Regions from separate parts of the Sus scrofa genome. Here region 1 is linked to region 2. Evidence: chromatin contacts called from public Hi-C data. All regions are on one chromosome and are shown on one strand. Each heading gives the region's core, a stretch centred on a gene start, on an enhancer-like site or on the middle of the called end of the contact. The rest is flanking DNA. Distances are from core to core; before and after follow the strand shown. Region 1 holds the start of EP300 (histone acetyltransferase p300). Region 2 holds the start of L3MBTL2 (lethal(3)malignant brain tumor-like protein 2).

Region 1 (5,091 bases), core at 2,434-4,933, 120 kb before region 2:
AATCATATCCGCAGTTGGCTGTTTTTGTTTTGTTTTTGTTTTTTTCAACCATTCATGTAGAGATGGGCTGTTGGTTTGTTTCCCCTTTTTGGGGTGGGGGAGGGACTGTCACAATGCTGCAGGGACAGTCTTATCTCTGTGTACTTAGAGAATACATCTTAGACATACTGGGTTTCTCTAAGCCTATAAACATTTGTTATGAACCTTAATGTCTGTGCCATGCTCTGTCCCACTAACAGTGGATCAAAGCACCCATCAAAGCATCAAAGCTCCACACCTTTGCCAATACTGGCTATTAAAATTCTTTTTAAGAACAGACCTCATTGAATGTGTGATATGAAAAAAATGTGTTCTTGCAGACATGGACAACATTTCACAAGGATATATAATATATAAATCAGGGATTCCTTGTGATGGCTGTGCAGCCGCTCTTACAACCCCGTCCACATTCTCATTTGCAGGCACAAACCAATTTCGTGAACTTTTTTCCCTTGATGACAAAGGCTTTGGAAAAATTTGTGGAGGGCACACCTATAAAGGCCCTTATTAATTTAATTTTTGTGCCTAGGCGGCTCCTGCACATGGTTCAGCATCTTGCTTTGGAAGACAATTCAGGAAGTAGAATCCACAGGACTTGATGGTTGAGGGCAAGGAAGAAGGCATCGGGAGGACTATGTGGACTTGTAGATGGTGTCCAGATATCCAGCTGGACAAAGAGACAGCAGGATTACGCAGAGGTGGAAGAAACACAAAACAAAAGGTATAGATCCTGGGGAGCGGGGGTTGGAGTGAACCAAGACTACTGCGCCTGCGGGTCATGTGGGTAGCATCTCGTCTACATGCAGCTGATGGATTCACCCTCGGGTAACACCTTTCTCCTCCTATTTTTGTGCCTACTCTCTAGGGGTCTCCTTTTGGCCTTCAGGGTACCTGGGAAGCTAGATTAGTGATCAGTACGTGGCAAGATAAACAGAGAACATCTCAAAGGAGTTAGATGACCCTGTGAGGCATTTTCTTCTGACTGTGGAGAAGCCAGTGTGGTAGCCAAGGAGCAATGGCCAGGCTCTGGGCACTGCTAATCACCTTACATTGCATTTTCATTCTCCATCCCTTTTGAAAAGGATAACTACAAACAACTAAAGCATGTTGAGTACTTTCCATATGCTAGGCACTGTAATAAGCATTGTTCATAAATTATGATGTTTACTTTTCACAACAATAAAGAAAGTCTAATCAAGAAATCCAGGAGTTCCCTGGTGGCCTAGTGGTTAAGGAGTCACTGCTGTGGCACAGGTTCAATCCCCAGCCCAAGAACATCTGCATGCTGTAGGCATAAGCAAAAAAAAAAAAAAAAAAAAAGAAAAAGAAAGAAAAGAAAAGAAAAAAGAAAGAAATCCATTTTACCTATGAGGAACTGGCCCAAGTCACAGAGCTGCTAGGTGACAGAGCCAGAATTTAAACCCAGTGTCCCAGCTCTTACTTCTCATATGCCTCTACTGTCTCATGTGCCTCCCTTCCCTGCCCCCACCACACGGCTACTGGCAGACAATTCTTTCTTCATGAACCCACTCTTCATCTACAAGTAGCATTCCACAATCAATTAAATTTATTTGATTAGATAATGGCATCTAATAAAATATCCCCATAGCTAAAAAAAAATAAAATAAAATAAAAAAGATTTGATTAGGCTAGCTATAAGCCAAGCTGAAGATTCAATTCTCTGGTTTTGAACATACCTGCAGTTTCACCTTGATTGCATTTTGTGCGATAACATTTCTCCAGCCACTTCCAACATGGCTGACTTCAGGGTTGGACTCAGGGTAAAACCCAGAGGAATCAATCCCAGGAAGAAGTGCCATACATCAGAATCCCCTGTGTACAGTAGAGCCTTTCCTTTGGGGCAGGTCCATGGTCCCCTGACTCCTCTTTCTTAGCAGAATTTTCTCACGAGATGTCCCTCAGATCTTCTTTGAGCCTTTCCTATACCTAGTCCCGCAGTATATTTGGCTAGGTGTTTGAACACTGTTTAGTCTCTGCAAAACTAGGCAAATCTTTGCCCAAAAGTCAGAAACTCTTCAAAAAGTCAGATGAGCAACCTCCCCTGAGGAATATACAGGCGAAATTTGCAGGTATTGTCCACATTTCTTTCCTCTGTTCTCTTTACTGAGAGTGTGGGTAAAACAGCTAAAAATAATTGAATCATTCTGACCCATTCCGACCTTAGCCCTACCTGGTGAATCCAAACAACTTTAAGGTAAGTCGAACTGTCCTTTTCAATCTGCCTGCTTTTCTACTGCAGTTGAGGTGAATGAGGCCTGAAATCACACAACAGCATTCATCCTTGGTGGGAACCTGAGTTGCTTCGTTAAGATTTTCACTCCTAGGCTCTTAAAAGTTATTCTCCTATTCATTTAAAATTCAATAAACAAGTAGTTCAATTCTGGGGAGAGGGGGAGGCAATAAACAACAACAAAAAACAAAGTAAACTCGACAATAGGCAAACATCAACTAAGGAGCATGAGACTTGAAATACGCTTTAAAAGTTTTTAACTATCTCCATTGATACTACTGATAGAAGTTTCTTTAGGGAGACCTTGCCACTTCGAGTACCAATTTACCCAAGGCCAAACACGGAGGAATCCTGTAACGTGTAGGAATGCGAAAGAATGCTGGTGAGGCCCTCCTTTGCACAACAGTTGTCACACATACATTTTATTTATATTCAAGCATTTTCCTCCATCATTACTTCTTTTTCTGCTTTTTTCCCTCCTTACATTACCTTAAGCACAGTATGTTTCTGCTTCTTTCCCCATACATTATCTTTAAGGCACTGCCTAAACGTGTTTGTTGTTGTTTCAAGCTGGTTTTTGAGAGTGGGTTAAAAGAAACACCCTAAAATGTCTTCAGGTCCAGGACGTGTTCAGAAAATAATTCAAGGCTCCTTTGGTTAGAGTGCTACCTGGTAGGGGCGTGTGTCCACGTGGTGAGCAAGAAATAATTTGGATCTGGTCTTAAAACATCTTCTCGCTGCTGTGATTTTTGTTTCCTGATTATCAAAATAATGTATGTTCACTGGCAAAAAAAACTGGAAAGTTAGGGGGAAAAGGAAACAACAACTCGTAATCGGCGTGGTTTTTGGATATGAGCTTTTCCATTTGGTTAAGAGATGGAGAAGAACGCACTGTCTCTGGCCCGGAATATCGAGCGGCAGGGTATCCTCTGCCTGCTAAATTCAACGGGGTTCGGAAGACCAGTCAGCTAAGGGCCCGGGGCGCAGGGCCATCCCCACGGCGCTCCTATTCCGCCACCTGTGCGGTGACTTGGCGCCTTCCCGGCGTAACTGCTGGGCTCCGTCACCCCCGGTTCCCACCGGGCTCCTACGCAGAGACCCAGCCCAGGCACCTTCCCTGGTAAGTGTCCACCGACTGAAAATAGATCCCAAGTCTGCCCCTGACCCCCCCCCCCTCAAACCTCCCCTTTAAAGGGAGCCACCGGGTGACGCCGGGGGAGTTTGCGGAAGCGCCAACCGCGTTGGGGCCTTGGGCGGATCCCGTGATTGGAGCCGGCCCCGCCCCCGGATCCTCTTCCCCCATTGTGTGAGCCGCTAGGCCCGAGGCCCCGCCCCCTGCCACCTCCCTCCGGAGGCCCAACCCCTCCCCTTTTTTTCACCCCCCCCTTTGGCTCATTTCCGGCCGCCGCTGCTACCGCTAGCCTGTAAGGAGGATTCGGCAGAGGGAAGAAACAACAGCCGCCATCTTGTTTGTGTGCTAGGCTGGGGGGGAGAGAGGGCGAGAGGGAGCGGGCGAGAGTGGGCAAGCGGGACGCCGGGCTGAGTGCGAACTGCGAGAGCGAGAGTACGGAGGGGAGCCGGGCCGGAGAGAGGCGGCAGGGGCCGAGACAGTGGCAGGGGGCCCGGGGCGCACGGGCTGAGGCGACCCCCAGCCCCTCCCGCCCGCACACACCCCCACCGCGGCCCGGGAGCCGGGCCGGCGTCGACGCCTAGGGGGGACCATTACATAACCCCGCGCCCCGCGGCGCCTTCGCCCGCCGCCGAGGGCGGCCCCGAGCGGAGCCCCGGGGGCGGGCGCTCCCGGCACCTGGTCGCCGGGGGTGGGGGCCGTAGCGGCGGCCGTATTTATTTATTTTCCGCGGGAGGGAAGAGCGAAAGAGGAGAGCGCGGCGCGAGGGGAAGCCGCCTGCGCCGCCCGCCAGAGCGGGGCCTCCTCGGTGGGCTTGGTGTCGGCGCGGGCGGCGCGGCTCGGCCCGGCCCCCTTGGCCCTCTGGGTCGGCGAGCTCCGGGCCCGGCGTCCTCGCCGCGCCTCCGCCGCCCGCCGCGCGATGTGAGGCGGCGGCGCCAGCCTGGCTCTCGGTTCGGGCGAGCTCTCTGCGGCCATTAGGGGCCGGTGCGGCGGCGGCGCGGAGCGCGGCGGCAGGAGGAGGGTTCGGAGGGTGGGGGCTCAGGTCCGGGAGGGGGCACCGGGAGGAGGTGAGTGTCTCTCGTCGCCTCCTCCTCTCCCCCCTTTTCGCCCCCGCCTCCTTGTGGCGATGAGAAGGAGGAGGACAGCGCCGAGGAGGAAGAAGCTGATGGCGGCGGCGGAGCTCCGAGAGACCTCGGCTGGGCAGGGGCCGGCCGTGGCGGGCCGGGGACTGCGCCTCTAGAGTCGCGAGTTCTCGGGAATTCGCCGCAGCGGACGCGCTCGGCGCATTTGTGTGCCTGTGCCCTCCTCCGGGCCTGGGCCCAGGCCCGGCCCCTCGCGCTCGCCCCTACCTTTTCTATCGAGTCCGCATCCCTCTTCAGCCACCGCGATCCGGCGAAGAGAAAAAGGAACTTCCCCCACCCCCTTCGGGGGCCGGCGGAGTCCCCCAAGCCCACCCCAGGGATCCGGGCGGGGACCCCGGGCTGAAGAAGAGATTTCCCGAGGATTCTCGTTTTCCTCGCCTGTATCTCCGAAAGAATTAAAAATGGCCGAGAATGTGGTGGAACCGGGGCCGCCTTCAGCCAAGCGGCCTAAACTCTCATCTCCGGCCCTCTCGGCGTCCGCCAGCGATGGCACAGGTTAGTCTTGGGAGCCCAGGCCTCCCACCTCCTCC
Region 2 (4,789 bases), core at 1,598-4,097:
TAGAGAAGGAGGAATCAAGAGGAAGTTCCTGAGTGGCTGATAGTGCTGGATATTGAAATGGGAAAAACTAGAAGAGAAATAAGTTTGGGGTAAGGGAATGAAATATTCATTTTGTAGTTCATGATGTAATATATTATGTCTGTGATGGATATATGGGTCTGGAACTCAGAGGACAAACATATGGGCTGAAGACTGAAAGATAGCACTTACACTGAGAAAAGAAGGCGGCCCAGGACAGAAAGAAGATTGGCCGGAGAGGCAGGAGAAAAATCAAGAGGGACACCAGAAAGGACAGTATTTCGGGAAGCACAGAATCATCAGTTATGTCATATGCCACTAAGAGAAGAGAGATATGGCTGTACATCAGAGAAGGTGTACTTGAACTTGGCAGAGCAATTTTGGTGGCGTTGGGGACAGATGGAGAAGGGAAAGAAATGGAGGTAGCGTGTGCAGACAATTCTTTCGAGACATTATGGGGGGGTGGGGGAACAGCACAATGGCAGGGGACAGAGGAGGTGGGTTCAAGGGATTTATTTGAATAGAATGGTTGATGACACATGAGCGAGTTGTGCTGCTATTGGGAATGATCCAACAGAGAGATGAGTGATCCCAGAGAGGGGGACAGTGACTTACTGAGGGAAGGCCCCCAAAAAAGGGGGAAGTATGTGAGGTTGTGTGTAGATGCATGGCTCAGACCAGCCAAAAAGCTTACCGTTGCTACAGCATCACACCCAGGCCCAGGAGCTCCATGGCAGAGAAAACGTCCACACTGTTCCAAGGTGGCCACTGTTGCTTAGAAACTTGTGTTTCACAAGATGTTTCAGCTGAATTCCTAATTAATGTCCATTTCAACTTGTGCTAATAGTTCCTGTCACTGAGGTCCTGCCTCTGCTTTGTCACTCCCCTAAAGCCTGTTACTTCTTCTTTTTTTTTTTTTTTTTTTTTCTTTTCTTTTTAGGGCCACACCCTCAGCATGTGGAGGTTCCTAGGCTAGGGGTCTAACCCGAGATACAGCTGCTGGTCTACGCCACAGCCACAGCAACAAAGGATCCAAGCCGAGTCTGTGATCTACACCACAACTCATGGCCCCGCCCGATCCTTAACCCAGGGATTGAACCTGAAACCTCATGGTTCCTAATCGGATTCATTTCCACTGCACCACAACAGGAACTCCAAGCCTGGTATTTCTGTTTCTTTTGTTGCAAAGGCAGGAAGCTGGAAAGCTTAGGTTTCAACTTTCTTCTGCTGTTGATCATATGTGCATTGTGATGAAAAATAGTGTATCAGAAAGAGCTGGATTTAGAGACTCTCATTCTATTTTAAGGAGAGGTTGTCCAAAATTGTGGAATTTATATCTCTAGTTCAGGGCTCTCTGATGAGCTCCAACTGCCTTCTTGCCCTCTTGGGGACATCTCAGACCAAACAGAATTTTATTCTTTTATTTTATTTTGGGCTGCATCATGCTCATGGCATGTGAAAGTTCCTGAGCTAGGGATCAAAGCCACGCCACAGCAGTGACCTGAGCCACAGCTGTGACAACACCAGATCCTTAGCTTGCTAGGGAGCTAAGTCAAGCAGAATTCTTTTCTTTTCTTTTTTTTTTTTGGTTTTTTGTCTTTTTAGGGCCACACCCACAGCCTATGGAGGTTCCCAGGCTAGGGGTCTCATCAGAACTGTAGCCGCAGGCCTACGCCACAGCCACAGCAATGCCAGATCTGAGCTGTGTCTTTGACCTACACCACAGCTCACGGCAACACCAGATCCTTAACCCACTGAGTGAGGCCACGGATCGAACCCACAGCCTCAAGGTTCCTAGTCAGATTCGTTAACCACTGAGGCACAAAGGGAACTCCAAGAATTCTTAACTCCAAACTCATTCATTCCTTGTACAGTTTCTAACCACTACAGAATATGGTCCCACTGTCTACCTATCCAGAGTAGACAGGCACCTTTACCCAGAGTCACTCTGGATTCCTCCCTCTTCCAAACCTACTCCAAACAATTAATTACTGCCTCCAATATATTTCTCAAATTCTTCTACTTTTTTGCCAGCCTTCTAAGTCTGGCCTGATTCAAGCCACCATCATCCTTCCCCTGGATCAGTACAAGTGCCTTCTAACTTGTCTCCTTGCTGCTTCTCTCTCTCTCTCTCTCTGTTTTTGGCCTCACCGGTGGCATGAAGAAGTTCCTGGGCCAGAGATCAGACAAGCACTACAGCAGCAACCAGAGCCCAGCAGAAATAACTGCTGTATACTTAACTCCTTTCTTTCTCTTTCTCTCTTTCTTTTTCTTTCCTTCCTTCTTTTCTTTTTTCTTTTCAGGGCCCCAGGTGGGGCATATGGAAGTTCCCAGGCTAGGGGTCAAATCGGAGCTATAGCTGCTGGGCCAAGCCATCCCAGATCCAAGCCACGTCTGTGACCTACACCACAGCTCACAGCGACGCAGGATCCTTAAACCACTGAGCCAGGCCAGGGATAGAACCTGCATCGTCACTGATGCTAGTTGGGTTCCTAACCAGCTGAGCTACAACAGGAACTCTAAGCACCCTAAATTTCTAATCAGGGAGAGTGCGAAATTATTCCCAGCTCCTGAACAGTGCGTATCTTAGGTAGTCAATGATGTTTAATGAAGAATGGGGTCAGAATGATGTAAACAGCTCTACGTGGATAAAGGGTAACAGTCCCCGCAAGCCGCAGCAGGGCTAAGGCGGGGGGCTTTCCCCTTCGTTGTGGCAACGCCCGCTTCAGCACGCACCCACTAGGGAACTACAAGTCCCACAAGCGCCCGCTGCTTCCCCACCTCCAAGAGAGGCGGGCCGGGGGCTAGCGCGGAACCGGCTTTTCCTCTTTCCCGCAGCCTGATTGGCCCGAGGCTCTGAGAGGCGGCCAATGAGTGCGCTCGGGAAGAGCGGCCAGGCCAATATGGCTTCCTGCACCTGGTGACGGTCGAAGAAAGGGTGTTAGGTCTCATGGAGAAGCCCCGGGGCGTCGAGGTGAGAGGGAGCGGACGTCTCGTGCCTGGGGAAGGGAACCCCGGGAGCCTCACTCGGTGGACCCTTCCTCAGGCCTTTGAGCGACGCCTGGAGGGTGGAGGGCGGGAGGATGGATACACAGGTAGTGAGGCTGAGCGGGCCGGAGGCGATTGGCCGTGCTTTTTGCTCGCGCGCCGCTGGAGCCGAGGAGTTGAGGGAGGAGCAGCCCCTCTGGCCTAGGGGAAGGGGAGTGGGGTTCAGGATCTGAGCGCTCCAGCATCGTCTTCCTCCTCCTTGTCTCGTGGCGGTGGTCTTTCGTGATCGTGAGGGAGGCCTGTCACATTCCGATGGGAAGTAAAGGAAGATTAAAGTTTCATGAACAGTCCGTTTATTAAAGTTTAATAAACAGTCCGTGCCTGGAGCGTTCACGTGCATTATCTCTCCGATACTCAGCAGTCCTATGTTATTGTCTGGTTTGCATGGTTCGAGTGGCTGAGGCTTAGAGAGGTGATGAGCCTTCCCAGGAGAGTCACAGGGCTGTAAAGTGTAGATAGTCACTAAGTCTGCCAAGTTCCAAAACTCGACCTGTCTTATCTTTTCCACTGTACCACAACCTGTAACCCACTCATCCAGTAATCATTTGGCTCCTGGTCACCTTACATTTGAATTTGGTGACCTTTCTAGCATATTTGCATATGTAGGTTTGTTTTTGTTTTGTTTTTGTTTGTTTGTTGCTTTTGAGGGCTGAACCCACGACATATGGCCGTTTCCAGGCTAGGGGTTGAATCGGAGCTACAGCCGCCAGCCTATGCCACAGCCACAGCCACAGCAACGCCAAATCCGAGCTGAATCTGGGGCCTACACCACAACTCACCACAACGCCAGATCCTTAACCCTCTGAGGGAGGCCAGGGATCGAACCCACAACCTCATGGTTCCTGGTCGGATTGGTTTCCGCTGCGCCAGGAGGGGAACTCCTGTAGTTTTAAATATAAAGTGGAAGAGCTCAAAAACAATACAAGGGTCAAGGAGAATAACCATAAAGTGGAGAATAAAAGTTATAACTCAGTTTTGAACTTTCAGTAACTGCTGGAAACAGCTAGACTTGAGGCATCTTAGCAGTGTTCACAGCAGTCCTCTATAGAAGGTGTTGTTATTATATCCTTGGTACTGATGGAGAAACTAAGAGCAGTAGGTTAAATATCTTAACACAGAATCCCACAGGTGATAATAAGTGGGAGAACTTGGATTCAAACTCAGGCAAATCTGGTTTGAGAACCCATGCTTTTAACCAGTAATGACTGCCAACATTTATTGAGCACTTGCTGTGGGCAAGTCAATTTTCTGAGTGTCTTACCTATATTAACCCTTACTTCTCCCCCAAAGTCTGTGAAATAGGTGGAACTGCCCTCATTTACAGATGAGGAAGTCGAGGCACTGAGTTGGATCTGCTTCAGGCCATACAGCTAGAAAGCAGTAAGGATGGTATTGGATCCCTGGCCTAGAGCCCAAACTCCTCACACCTTTTCGACTACATGGCAGGTAGATTTATATATACATTATCTCATTTACATTCCTGTGAGCCAAATATTTTTCTTATTTTATAGATGAGAAAATTGAGGTGTCCCCACTGTGGCAAAGTGGATTAAGAATCTGACTGCAGGGAGTTCCCGTCGTGGCTCAGTGGTTAATGAATCCGACTAGGAACCATGAGGTTGCGGGTTCCATCCCTGGCCTTGCTTGTGGGTTAAGGATCTGGCGTTGCCCTGAGCTGTGGTGTAGGTTGCAGACACGTCTCGGATCCCGAGTTGCTGTGGCT

What was found. Hi-C and Micro-C count contacts between places; a contact is called where the count stands out from the background.
Region 1: a contact with region 2 is called in a Hi-C map of liver, with 2.8 times the contacts expected there. The contact joins the promoter of EP300 here to the promoter of L3MBTL2 in region 2. A contact is called at or near these places in 2 of 47 Hi-C or Micro-C datasets (heart right ventricle and liver) and 1 of 2 datasets of contacts at active chromatin or transcription factors (alveolar macrophages).

The regions. Positions count from the first base shown.
Region 1 is chr5:7,393,107-7,398,197 of Sscrofa11.1, reverse strand. It overlaps EP300 (histone acetyltransferase p300), which reads left to right and starts at 3,683. Exons shown (of 32, transcript XM_001929213.5): 1 at 3,683-5,056. The coding sequence starts at 4,963. LOC110260836 reads left to right here. Exons shown (of 4, transcript XM_021093101.1): 4 at 569-1,359.
Region 2 is chr5:7,275,691-7,280,479 of Sscrofa11.1, reverse strand. L3MBTL2 (lethal(3)malignant brain tumor-like protein 2) reads left to right here and starts at 2,847. Exons shown (of 17, transcript XM_021091462.1): 1 at 2,847-2,992. The coding sequence starts at 2,969. It overlaps LOC110260636 (a long non-coding RNA gene), which reads right to left and starts at 926. Exons shown (of 3, transcript XR_002343887.1): 1 at 713-926.